2 separate regions of the Mus musculus genome follow, and region 2 is linked to region 1. Evidence: chromatin contacts called from public HiChIP or PLAC-seq data. All regions are on one chromosome and are shown on one strand. The core of a region is the stretch at or near the end of the contact, and the rest is flanking DNA. Distances in the headings are between cores, read along the strand shown. Region 1 has its middle 52 kb from the start of Me3. Region 2 overlaps Ccdc81 (coiled-coil domain containing 81).

Region 1 (3,676 bases), core at 483-2,982:
CCAGGGCAGCAGAATCAAGGAGCCCAGGTTCTAGGCATGAACTAGTTTCACAAATAAGATGGAGAAGTTATTGAGAAAGACACCTAATATCAATATCTGCTGTCCACACACAGGAGGGCATACACACAAACATATGTACACAAAACAGACAGACAGACAGTCGGACAGGCAGGCTATTGGTAACAGAACCTCTATTCCTACAGTTCAGAAACTTTGAGGCAGGTGGCAGGGATGATTGATTCTGCACATCATTAATTTACATGTGCATTGCTAACTCTTTACGACATATGTCCAAACATCACTTCTGATGGTTCACAGACATAAAGCCAGTCAAAAAGCTTTTTTCTCTCCAGATGCCAGGTAGTACTGTAAGAATTTGACATAGGAGAATACATTGAGTCCTTTTATTAATTCTATGATCTATGGCTACATCATAAAGACGAGAGTCAAATGCCTCCAGTTTCTTCCAATTCATGTTACTGAACAGTAACAAAGCTGAAACACAAACTTGTGTTTCAAGACAACTGAAACTTACAAGACAGAGTCAACTAAAACCACAGTGAAGTGAGGTTGGGAGACCAGGAATACATGATGCAGCAGTATATGGACCCCATCAGTTCACAGAAGGTTCTTCGGCCTTCCTGGTTCCATTTCCTGACCTTCATCATGAGTCCCCTTGTGCCATGAATCCCCAACTATGTCAGAGCCCTTCAAACCTCATGGTGTTTGTCATAGCAGGCACATTCAGACCCAGAGTCTGGTCTCCAGTCATTGCTGGATTCATACCTCTTAGTACACAGCTCCACATAAATTTCCTAGAGTTGTATCAAAGATTGCTAGAGCAAAAAGCAAATTTAGGAGTAGTTCAGGGCACATTAGAACACTGTTGGGAAAGGAGACAGAACCTTAAAGAATAACATATCATTCAAATCTTTGTGTAAAAGCTAAGAAATGTGATTATATACATGCTAATTTTAGAGGCAGTACATATAAAATACAAAGTGAAGATTAATTTGACCCTGGCACTGCAGGAGTAGAGGAGTTAAATAAAGAAATTTCTATTCTGCTGGTACTTACATTAAGGTAGTTATAGCTCTATTTGCGCAGTTTATTTGAACTAATTCTCAAAGCTTTATGCTCACCCACGCATTAAATGTGATTGAACCAATTTCCAGGCAGATGGAAAAACAAAGATATCTCTAGGTCAATATTGACCTTTCCTTATTTGGCAACTTTCCTTTGTGCACTGATGTCCCTGAACTGTTGAAAACTGCAAGATAAGGTGGAGACCTCCCTCCAGGGTGCCAACCGTCCTTTCGTGAGAATCTCTAATTTCTTATAACTCAAAAAAGCAGGGGGTCACGGCTACTTAATATGCGCATTAGATTTTGTTCACATAGCTCAAGTCATATTTACATGCCCTGACATCTCCCTCTCCTTTTCTTCCCTACTTATGACTGGTTCACTTCCTCTCCTAACGTTTCACCTCTCCTATTGCATAGATGAATTCATTTGTCCATTTATGTGGTTAAAATCAATTAGGTGCCTATAAAATGCCACATGCTATTGGTTCAAGGATGAGTAAAAAATACTTTTTTCCTAATTATATATAAGAGCTGTTTTTTAAATTATGAATCATAGGAATTTGGGAGGGGGGTTCTGGGCTCAGTGAAAGGAATGTGTAGAATCCTTTCCTACTTCTGTGGTTCATTTCTAACATGCCTTGGATAGCTTGGGAGTACTAGTCAATGACAGAGAACTTGGGAAAGTCTCTACTAAGGAAATGTATCCCTTAGTTGACCCTTGGTTGTGGGAAATAGTTCTTCTTCTTGGGATTTATTTCCTTTGGGGTGACTCTGGTGGATAGCTCCTGAAATCTGTGTCAGAAGTACCGAAAAGGGTAGAGGAGACAGAGACAAGGGGATATGTCAAATCTTTAGCTTCTGATTCATCTGGAACAATTGGACCACGTGTTGCACAGAAACCTGCCTAAAGCTGGAACAGATTCTTTGGGTTCTAACGGCTCGATAGGACCCAAAGGTAACGAGCTCCTTAAGGTAATTAATACAGAATTACAAGTTTAAAAGTAGCAGAGGCAGGCGGATTTCTAAGTTCGAAGCCAGCCTGGTCTACAAAGTGAGTTCCAGGACAGCCAGGGTTACACAGAGAAACCCTGCCTCGAAAAACCAAGGGGAAAAAAAAAGTAGCAATAGAGCCTTAGAAGGAAACTTCAGAATTAAGATTCTGTCATGAACTTCCTGATAAATCTATAGCTATAGCTCCATTTAGGGGACAGACAGAAATATCTGGTCTCTCCCTAAGTTCTGTGTTTGCCGTGAAAACACTAGATTTTCTTACAGCTCATCCAAAGACTTTTATGATGTATCATTTAACACAATCAAGTTCTAGTCAGCTCTTTTGGGTGGTAAATTAAATCTGGAACTCATGCAAGTAACAAGGAAGAGTGTGTATGTGGAGCACCGCAGGGACCTTGGGAGTGAGTCTCTTTTTAGAGATGGCCATAAGTCCACAGAAGAACAGGTATTGCTATTGCTTCAACAGCCTGTAAATCCCATGAATTACAAGGGCAGTCTCTGAGGTCATTTTGCTATACAGAGTAAGTTGTTTTTGTCTGGATGTCAAGCATGTCCCCACAAGTATGGGTACATTAATCAACCGGAGTTCAGGATTAAAGGCAGTGATTCACTTGAGCCAGACGATGCTATTGGTGCTTGCAGGAGTTTATGCAGACAGGTTGGAATCCAACACCTTGTTAAATTTAAAACAACAGCAAGAAATTGATAAGTAGAAGGCATGTTTCTCTCCTCTACCTAAGAAAAATGGGATGGACCCTTATTTAAAAAAAAAAAAAGAGCTAGGTGGCTGGGAGAAAAGAAATGTCAGGGGAATAGTGATTTATCTAGTATTTTCACCTCTCTTTAACTTCTTTCCTCTTCCTTGCTTTCTGATCAATGTTAATGTACCTAGTGATTTTGCCATAGATAACTCAAGACACTATACGTTCTAGGTACTGGTGGGATCTGGGACTCTGAAGAAGCCTAACAATCAGGTCCTGCCTCAAAAAGAGAAAGTAAGACCACAAGAGTGCTTAATAAATGCCTATTAAGTGAATACCATCAGATTAAATTAACTGAACTCACAGTTTAGGAGAGAGTAAATAATAAAACTATAGTTATCCTACAATTTAATTATTGATTATTTTAAAAAGAAGCAAAATTATATATCAATTTAGGACTCTAGACATAAAGAGATAAATGTGAAATCCAGGCTCAAATCTTGGCTCTGTTATCAATCACCCATCCTGATATGAGCAAATGCTCTCACACCTATGTGTCTATTTCCCAGTTGTCCTATGAGTTTTTGGTATAGTACCTGCCTTAGATTGCTATTGTAGAGTTATGAGAAAAATATATCCAAAACATGGAGTAAAATACCTTAAACATATGTTTAATATTAAGAACATTTTGAGTTATAATTTACAAGGGCTAAAGAAACACGTGGAAATGGGGGAAAAGGGAATTTTTGTGTATATGGTTGGAAACCAGGATGTATTTTTTGCAGACTGTGGAGATAGATGGATGGGTGGATAAGTAGAGCCAGAGTAGTGGCAGGGTAGGTCAAGGGTTAGTTCAGGATCCGGTGCTCTATTTAGTCT
Region 2 (3,676 bases), core at 459-2,958, 300 kb after region 1:
TCTTGGAAATCTTCAGTTACAATTTCTGTGTAATGGGGATAAATCCATTCATTTCACAAAGAAAAAAATTCAGTGCCCACTTGCCATGTGATTCTTCTAGGTGCAGGAAATGCAATGCAAACAAAACCCAGGCACACACAATTCCCTGTCCTCAGGACTTGAACACTGATGGGGATAGCTAGCTGGTAATACTGTAAGGACATATACTCCAGGCTGATAAGAAAGGCTGTGCACTGAAGCAAGGGAGTGCTAAATCACAAATCAAATTCCCAGGAACGTTCCCTACCAAGAAAACATTGGCCTGGATGCCAGAAGAAAGTGGGATGAACATGTGGACTCCCAATGGGAAAGACATTTCAGGAGAGCAGATGGGAGCAAAGTCCTTGGGAACTTTGGGTGGGGACATTCTTGGATCTGTGTTGCTGGAGCGAGGCAAGTAAAAGATGAGAAGCATGGGAGAAATCAAGTCAGAGACTAGGCAGGAAGGACTCTTACTGCAAAGAGAAGGACTATGTCTCTTGCAAGAGAGTAGGGGAGCCTGGAAGATTTAGGTAGTAGATGCCATCATCTGTCTTACACAGGATTATTTTGGCTGAAGCACTGAGAAAAAAATAAGTGGATACTGTGCTGGTTAAATAACAACTTGACAGCATCTAGGATAATCTAAGAAGGTTTGTGAGCATTTCTGGAATTCATTAACCTAGGTTGTAAGTCCCACCCTGGTCCTAGAGATACCATTCTACGGCCAGGATGAATGAAAAGAACAAAGCAAGCTGAGCATTCACATCCATTTCTCTGCTTTCTGACTGTGACAGCTGTTCAAAGCTCCCCTGCCATGATGCACGCCCCCCTCCCCTTGAATTGTGACCCAAAATAAGACCTCTCTTTCTTAAGCTGCCTTCATCAGACATTGAATTACAGCAACAAGGAAAGTAATATAGAGATAATGGTGAAGAATGGTAGGACAGAGATCGTTCTAACAACTCAGAAGAAAGGCATTGGTGTGCTGTGGATAGCCCTGGGGCTAATTACATTTGATGTTAATTCGTTCTCCCTTGAGTGGTGGCAAACAAGGAATGAGTAGGCACTCAGGTGAACCTGCCTCCCATCTTAATTTGTAAAATAAAGGAGAAGTGATGCTTAGGCAGATAAAAGGGAAGGTGGAGCAGAAGGTGGGGAGAGAGAAGAAGAAAATAGAAGAGGGAGAGGACACAGAGGAGGAGGAGGAAGAAGAAAAGCGGAGCAGAAGCACATGGCCTGGAGAAACTACAAGTTTTAAGGGGTCTCATAGATGGGGAAGATGGTAGTGTAGCAGTAGATCTGCCCAATCTAGGTGCACAGCATGTATTCATATTGAGTTGTGTTTTTATTGCTGGGGCATATTTGAGTTGGTGATTTACTGCGACACTGGTGTGGATCAGTGTGGGAGCAGCAGAGGTCATAAGGATTAGCTGCATTGTAGATATGTTGCCTAGATGTGCTATAGGTGCCGGTGGCTGAATTTTCTAATGGGATATGGAACTTTGCTTCCCCTCAGTCCTACAGAGTGCTTCCTACCACAATCCTAATCCCTTCATCACAGTCTCTTCCTCTTACATCACACAGGCTCCACCCCCTTGTCAGAAACCAACAACTGAGGTCACACAGGATATGGGAATGGTTTCTAGTATTACTCAGGAAAATGGCTTTAAATATTATAAGTATGTGCCAGTGTTTTAACTGTACAACTTGAATGGTATGCTAACAATGTAACAGAGAAGAACACATGGGGAAATACTTCTACACAGCAAACTCTGAAAGCAAAACGGCCAAGCATTTTAAGCATGTGAGAACTTAGAGAGTCTCTGCCAGCATCCAACAAGTGAGGTAATTCAGTACTCAGTACCAAGGAAATGACAGCAACGGTGCAGGAGGTAAACCTACTATTAAACATGTGCTCTCAGAGAGAGGGGGTGGGCCTGGATAAACCGGAAAAGCATGGAAAGTAATTAAAAGAGAGACCAAAGGGCCAACAACATGGTGGGAGAGAACGGACATCGCAAAGTGGTCCTCTAATTAAAACAAAGAAATACATCCTCTACAGTAGTAAAATATATGATATATAAACACAAACAACCTATACTGATATTTAAAATGAAACTGAGAATCCTACTTTAAAAGCAGCACAAAGGTTAAAAAAAAAGAAAGAAAGAAATATATTTTAAAAATAGAGAAACAGAAACCAGATTTAGAAGCTCCGATGTATATTCCGTAGGAGCCAAACTGAAGCAAAGGAAATGACAATGCCTATGAATTTTCCCAGAAAATCACAACTCCTGTGAGGAGCAAAAAATACAAACACTAAGAAAAGTAAGTCTTTAAAACTACAAGAAAGAACAGCTTAGACATCTCTTTGGGACACCTAACAGAAGAAAATATAGAAACCTCAATTAAATGTTGAGCAAAACTTAGCTAAGAACCAAAAATCAGCAACGTGATACTAATCTACTTAAGCAGTAAAAAGACTGACCCTACCCAAAAGATAGAGACCTTGCCCAAATAGTCATTACAGAAGATATTAGAAAGGCAGCAAAAAGGAGGTAAGTCAGAAACACAGGTGACTCTACTGTCAGGCTCATGTGACAAACTTACATTCCATTTAATATCAGTATAAACCTGTCATATGATGTCTAAGCATCCAGAAATCAACAATGCCTATAAGGGTTTGTTTGGGTTTTGTTTTGAGGTTGGGGGGGGGGGTGTCAAGCAGGGTTTCTCTGCATAACCCTGGCTGTCCTGGAACTCACTATGTAGACCAGGCTGGCCTTGAACTCAGAAATCCACCTGCCTCGCCTCCCAAATGCTGGGATTAAAGGTATGTGCCACCACTGCTCGGCGCCTATAGAGTTGAGAAGTAATTTCTGAAAGAAATCAGACAGCCTGAGTGCTCCCTGTGCTATTTCTGCCTCTACTGAATAACGTTTATTCCCCTTACCCACAATGTATTATCTGTCACATGTGTCTGGATTTTCCTTTAGATTATCAGTCCTGGTCACCTCTAGAATCCCCATCACGTCTCACATAGAATGTTCTCAATAACAATTAATAAGGAACAGAAGAATTATTAAGATTCCCTGGGTCATCCAAGACTTCAAAATTATATTTAATAAGATGCAAGAGAAAAAAGTCACTGAATTACTTTTCACAGGCCGTGATCTTCCCACCGTTCCCACTTCGCTCAAACTTGTCCAGCAAGCTGACGCTTGTCACTTTAGCAGGAGAGATAGATTGCCTCTCACGGTGTTTCTTGGGTGATGATATCTCTAAATAACAAATGCAAATAACAAGAGGCATTCTATTCAATTCTCAAACAGCTAAATAGTAGCTAAATACACACATAACTTCTGAAGGTTTCTACCAAGGAATAGTTTCATGTAACCGTGCTCTTTCTTTTGTTTAAATATCTCCTGCCCTATTAAGACTGAGTGTGCCCTAGAGTTTACCTCATGCATTTATGCTATTCATCATGACCTGGTCAAGCAACAGAGATCCAGCCACCAAACAGATAGTGGTGTAAGAGGTTGAGAGTCACAAGATTAAATCAAGGTACAGAGTTCCAGGAATAAAAGGTGTTTATAAGAAATAATATTATTACTGATGGCTATTGTAAAAGTTGTGGTTTGAATGTGAAATGTTC

What was found. HiChIP or PLAC-seq counts read pairs in DNA pulled down with a chosen protein or histone mark.
Region 2: a contact with region 1 is called in a CTCF HiChIP or PLAC-seq map of the NIH/3T3 cell line, with 7 read pairs. The contact joins two enhancer-like sites. A contact is called at or near these places in 1 of 15 datasets of contacts at CTCF or cohesin (the NIH/3T3 cell line) and 5 of 115 datasets of contacts at active chromatin or transcription factors (bone marrow-derived dendritic cells, embryonic fibroblasts, embryonic stem cells and 1 more).

The regions. Positions count from the first base shown.
Region 1 is chr7:89,578,514-89,582,189 of GRCm38.p6, forward strand. No RefSeq gene overlaps it. Among named protein-coding and RNA genes, the nearest start is that of Me3, 52 kb to the right of the region's middle. Within about 2 kb of position 1,733, at least 9 of the 459 cell types and tissues checked have an H3K27ac peak or open chromatin away from gene starts, as enhancers often do. A contact at or near this core is called in the NIH/3T3 cell line, where this site is marked.
Region 2 is chr7:89,882,968-89,886,643 of GRCm38.p6, forward strand. Ccdc81 (coiled-coil domain containing 81) reads right to left here. Exons shown (of 15, transcript NM_001162979.1): 7 at 3,179-3,302. Among named protein-coding and RNA genes, the nearest start is that of Ccdc81, 19 kb to the right of the region's middle. Within about 2 kb of position 1,709, at least 16 of the 459 cell types and tissues checked have an H3K27ac peak or open chromatin away from gene starts, as enhancers often do. A contact at or near this core is called in the NIH/3T3 cell line, where this site is marked.